Regions from separate parts of the Oryza sativa genome. Here region 2 is linked to region 1. A link is a contact called in public HiCAR-type data. All regions are on one chromosome and are shown on one strand. Each heading gives the region's core, a stretch centred on a gene start, on an enhancer-like site or on the middle of the called end of the contact. The rest is flanking DNA. Distances are from core to core; before and after follow the strand shown.

Region 1 (2,950 bases), core at 185-2,684:
TGCCAAGTAAATTCCACATGGAAACCTAGACCAATATCCACAAAAATGTGTCTTGTATCTGGCCTGCAGAAGTCACCACAGGTACACAGTAAGGAACCAAAGGTAAATCTGGAAAGATCAAGAACAATAAAGAGGATATATCACGGATATATCACTCATGTTACAGAAGGGTAAGTTTTTCTGCACTTCATACTGATTTTCTGTAACTATCCAAACTCTCCAGAGCTAGGCTAAAGACCTTGAAATATCAACATGAACAAACTCCAAGTCTACTTGTTATGTAGTGTGTCAATAACCAAGAATATTTTTTTTATCAGAATAACCAGTAAAAATAAAAATCAATAAGTTTGTTATACTATGTTCCATATGCTAATACTATTTTTCCAACCAGGATTGTCACCCTATTTCCACTATTTAGATGGAAACGACACAGTCATGTAGAAACACCACATTATCCCATTGCCAATGGTCTATCAACTGCATGTGCACTTCCAGAAAATTTAACTTGAATAATGTAGTATCCAGCTGTTCCGATATACCGCGTCAGTGTATATTGTTAACACATGGTGACTCAATTCATCAGTGAAGTTATATCAAAACTCGTTGAGTCTTATCCAGAACTGAAGATGTAAAGGGAGGACGAGGGTTTACACTTCTGCCTGGGCGTACACCTCAGAGCCAAGATTGACCATGGATCGCATACTGGTGACTCCATTCTTCTCCAAATTTTCGATGTTCCTTTTCAAGTCCAAGCTGAGACCATCCAAAAACCGAAATCAACGGCCATAATAATCAGCATCGCATCAACACGGTAACCCGGAATCACAATAATCATTGAGGTTTTACATACAAGATTCTACGGGAAGCGAATCTTACAAGGTCTTCTGCTGCTGGAACACCTTGTCCCGCTGCGCGATGGTGTTCACAAGGTCCGGCTTCAGTCTCCGGTCGACGAAGTCCTCGAACTTCTTCACCTTCTCCTGCCGCACCCGCGCCTCCGCCGCGGCCATGGCCATCGCCCCCGCAACCCGGATTCCCCTCGGCACTGTTCTCGATGAGCCAGACACCCCCGCCTTCCTCGACGGCGAGCCCACCCTCTAGCCGCGACGACCCCGTGCGGCGGAGCCCTCGGAAGCAAGGGAGAGCAAGCGGAGGAGCGGCCGAGCAGCCAGGCGGCGGCGGCGGAGGGGTTCGAGACTTTGAGGCTGAAGCGGTCGCCGCCTCCACGCGAAGGAGTTGGGCCGCGGCCGCGCCGGGGACGATGGGCCACACGGAAACTTTCGAGGCCCAATTGGTGGGAAACTGCTTACAGTACGAGCGTTGTTGCCACGTTTGCTTTGCTCCTCCCGATGGTTTAGTACCACCTCGCTTGTTCAGCTCGATGAGGCGGTCGCGCGAGCTATAAAATGAGTCGCAGGGCTCCGTCACAAAGCATACCTTTCTCGGCCTTTTGGCTAAGATCAAGTGTAGTATCTGTTCTTATCAGTTTAATATCTGATATGTGGGCCATGTGTTCACTTCGATATTAAATTTATTTTTTGTGGGGGAGGGTCCACCACAGTGGCTTGCCACTGGGGCCCTCGCGTGTCGCCCAGGCGTTGCACTACCGCCCGGGCCTGGCGCACCCCAACCAAATCAAGTTTAAATTTTGATTATAAGCAAAATTGATGGCCCACCTCAACTAAATTAGATTCAAACTTTAACCTGAAAGTTGTACTACTAGTAGATTTGTTGAAATAAAGGGCTTGTTTGGTACCCCAGGGTCCACTTCCATCCAGTTCATCCAGGGTCCACTTCCTCTACCCAGCTCCACTTCCATCCAGTTTTGGTTGAGCTGTGGAGGTGGAAACTCCAGAAGGGGTGGAGCTAGAGCTGTGTCAAACAGACTCAAAATATCGATATCGAGAAAACACGCTTAAAAAAAAGATTTTAGTCGCGACTAAATGTAAACACAAACCAAATTAATCTGAAATTCCAAATTAATACTCCCTCCGTCCCATAATATAAGGGATTTTAAGTTTTTCTTACAACGTTTGATCACTCGTCTTATTCAAAAAATTATCAAATTCTTTCTTAATAATCTGCAATTCGTGTGAAATATGTATAAGATTTGAATGCATGCTAGAGATTTCAATTGAATTGGGATTAAACACATCGCTGTCCTTTCAACTCGGACCATTCAGTACAGGTGGAGTGAAAACCAGCAGCAGTCGTCATCGATCTCGAGCGCCACATGAAAGATCATCCAGATCCAAACAAACCATCTGCAAATCGAAGCGGAATCCGCCGGTGAGCCGCGGCAACCGCAGCCATGGACGAGAGGCCAGCGCTGCCGCCGCCGCCGTCGGCGCCGCAGTCCCCGCCGTTCTCCGCGCCGGCATCGCCGTACTCGGCGCTCCACCCGCTGCTCCTCCCCTCCCCTAACCCGCACCTCCTCCTCAAGCCCAAGACGCTGACCCTCTCGCTCTCCTCGTCATCCCTCGGCTCGATGCCGTCTTCCTCCCCGCCTGGCCCCGCCGTCACCGACGCCTGGGAGCTCGTGACGCCCACCGCCACCGTCGTCGCCGTGGGCGCTGCCGCCGTGGACGACGGCGGCCTCGACGACTGCGACGTCTTCCCCCCGCGCCTCCACGAGGGGCTCGGCGTCGAGGGGGAGGCGGAGGAGGCTGCGGCGAAGGAAGGGGAGGAAGACGACGGCGAGGAGGATGATGATGATGATGATGATGAATTTGGTGATGGGGAGTGGCTGTGGGGGTGGGGGAGGTGCCGCGCGGCGGCGAGGCGAGCGTGGGCGGCCGGGGTCGGGGCCGTGCGGGAGGGGCTGATGGTGCACGGGACGTGCGGGTGCCCCGCGGTGAGGCCCGCCGTGTGGTCGGCGGCGGGCGCGGCCGTTGTGGTGGGAGCGCTGCTCTACGCGCGCCGGCGGGACAGGAGGGAGAGGGACCTGCTC
Region 2 (2,950 bases), core at 136-2,635, 150 kb before region 1:
AATAGTTAAGAAGTATATTCATTCAATGGTCTTGCAAGTTGAGAAATATATACAAATTTTAAAGGATGCAATACGTATATAATTTCATTCAGATAATCAGATATCAGAATTTATGTATAAAAAAACTAATAAGAAAGAAAAATGTTCTGTGTTCTTCAGTACCAATCCAGTGGTCTAATTAGGAAAAAATTTAGCATAAGGAATCACTCTCTTTGTGTTGGATATTAGAACTACATGACTAGATGAGGGATCATTTCCTTCCGGTCAGTATTTCTGCCATTTTTGTACAAACTACTGAATGGACAAATAAAATGCACAGGTCACAAAAAATATTTCTCATTTATTTTGCACCTCAATGAAAAAAAGAATAATACCATGCAGTATTGAGGTAATCAGGTATTGCAGATTCAGTGTATTAGAATATTATTAGATGCAAACTGGCAAACTGTATGCTGAAATTAGATGGTTGAGCATTATCAGAAGTTCACAACAACAATTTCTTCATGGGATCAAACTAAAACCATCCATCCAAATAGATTAGTATAATTCTCATTCTCTACAACTATTCATAGTTCCCTACTTGGCTACTTCGCTCAACCAAACCGAGCAATAGCAATGTCTGTCATGAAGAGTAAGTTAAACATTTTGGTTTCACCTCTGCACCTTTTGTTGTTGTCGCAGGAGATGACGTGCACGGACTGCACGCCTAGCGCGTCGGCGGACCGGAACGCCGCGGAGACGTTCCCGAAGTCAGAGAGCCCCTCCACGACGAGGCAAACGGAGTAGCTCCGGTTCTCGACGGCGCGGCGGATCCGCTCCCGCCGCGCCTCCATGATGTGCGGCTCCAGCACCTCCAGCACCTCCCGGCTAGTCAGCTCCACGCCCCCCGCCGCCCGGAACGCGTCCAGGTAAGGGAACCACCTCCGCCCCGCCCCGCCGGGGGGGAAGTCCCCGTCCGCGCGACGCTGCAGCTTCATGAGCCGGTCGATCCGGCCCCTTCCCGCGGAGGAGGAGGAGGAGGAGGCGGGGGGCTTCGTAACGAGGAGCTGCTCCACGGTGTCGACCCCGTCGGCGGCGTCGCCGTCACTGGCGGCGGCGGCGGCGGTGGAGAGAGGGGAGGCGCGGATGCGAGATGGAGGCGGAGGAGGGGGCCTGGGGCGGGGGATGGAGGCGAAGGCGGAGGCGAGGGAGGAGACGGAGAGCGTCCTGGAAGCCATAGCTGCGGCGGAGGCGGCTCGCCGGCGTTCGTCTCCTGTAAGAACTGGACTGTGGGGAGGAGGAGAGCAAGTCGCCGCCGCCGCCGCCGCCGCGCTCACCGCTGCTGCTGCTGTCCAAATTCCAACTGCTAGTGAGTAGTGACCGCTCGATAGGCTGGAGTGTCTCGCGCTCATCAGAACGGGCTGGGCTGGCAAGTTTAGCTGCGGCACATTACGGCCCAGGCCCATACTGCGACGAGATGCAGCGGGGTGTGCACGGAGCCCTTGGAGTGGTTGGTGAACTGGTGATCGGGCCGTGCGGCCACCTACCTGGACTGGACAGACTATCAGAGTCTCCAGCTCCTCAATTGCCGCTGGCCGCTGCTAGCTTTCCTTTCTCTTTTCCTGCATAATAAAAAAGTTGTGTAACAAGTCACCATTTTCAGCAACACTCAGCAAATTACCACTAAAATTTCCAAAGAGCTTTATTCACACCAGAAATTCAGAAACAACACCATCTCCCGAGTGGCCAAAATAGTTGGAGAAGGTTAAGATAGTGAGTAATGTGGATATATCGACAGCGCCCCTTCTGCGAATTATATATGTGCTAGACTGTTGAGAACGTCAATTCCAAATCTAGTTTCAAGAAGATACATTGCAAAGACAAGCCATGAATCACCCTTCAAGGTCGCTTCAACAGATCTGCTTCAACAGATCTGGCATCTTCTCCCTTTCATGGTCTTCTTCCCTTCTGTTGGAGGCGTGAAATTGGAATCGATGGATTGGATTTTAGGCTGTGGAGAGAAGTGCAAAAGCTATACGCATGGAGGCGGCAGTGGATCTCAGGGTGGAGAGATGATGGTGCCCCCGCCGGCGGCTGTGCGACGGGAAGAGGATGGCTCGATGTATCCCTAGACAGGGGGGGGGGTCAGCGGCTCCCCAAGTTTTCGGCTTGGTTTGTTGTTTTGAGTCTTTCAACACATCGGCTCAACTCTAAAGAAGGCTTGGATGCATGCGTCAGCTGTCTACGCGGTGTCGCACATGAGGCATGGTGCGACACTGCTGCAAGAATTTTTTTCCTCGTCCAAGTCTGCTTTGTCGACGAGGACAAGATCTGCTGCCGCCTGCCAGTGCAGAGCCTCCTACCGCCCCCCCCCCCCCCCGCATCGCCGACATCGAAAACCAGTCAGGGAAGAGTGGATGACTTCTGGTTCAACATCAACACAGTGGCCTACTTCGAGGCGGTGAGGATTGTTTGCATGAAGAAATCCTTTTATAAGCCCAAGGTATACATCCTTTATATAAGTTGTTGGGTTTGTAATAAGTGAAATATTAATCACGTTAACAAATCGTTGTTGAATACTGAGTTAAATAAACAAAAAATGAACAATGAATCTCTTTAATTTATGGTCTTGTTATACAAAAATATTACAATAAACAAACAAAATCTGTCAACCTTTAGGTTGAGATGACATGAAACAGTTGGGTTGATCTTATTTTGGATTCTGTTTGGTTAGAGAAACTAGAGGCCAAATCATATAGGGCTAGAAGTCAGACCGGTCAATGCAAAACCAAGCAACAACAATACATTTTTCTCGATTACACATGGTTATCTCGTGTTAATATTTCGCAGTTTTGGATCGATTAGATACAGGTAGTATTTTTTTGGGTTAATTGGATTCATGCCAGTATAAATTTGCTTGTTTTGAAATTTACCATTACCATTCAGTTAATTGAAAATATGCCACTTTTGT

Evidence for each region. HiCAR-type assays count read pairs that join an accessible place to other places.
Region 2: a contact with region 1 is called in a HiCAR-type map of leaf, with 2.0 times the contacts expected there. The contact joins the promoter of LOC4343801 here to the promoter of LOC112936031 in region 1. A contact is called at or near these places in 1 of 15 Hi-C or Micro-C datasets (seedling) and 1 of 4 datasets of contacts at active chromatin or transcription factors (leaf).

What each region holds. Positions count from the first base shown.
Region 1 is chr7:24,466,893-24,469,842 of ASM3414082v1, reverse strand. LOC112936031 reads left to right here and starts at 1,434. Exons shown (of 2, transcript XM_015789462.3): 1 at 1,434-2,950. The coding sequence starts at 2,312. LOC4343790 reads right to left here and starts at 1,170. Exons shown (of 5, transcript XM_015789728.2): 1 at 877-1,170; 2 at 652-753; 3 at 1-63. The coding sequence starts at 1,016. It also overlaps LOC4343789.
Region 2 is chr7:24,612,316-24,615,265 of ASM3414082v1, reverse strand. It overlaps LOC4343801, which reads right to left and starts at 1,385. Exons shown (of 6, transcript XR_001547227.2): 1 at 664-1,385.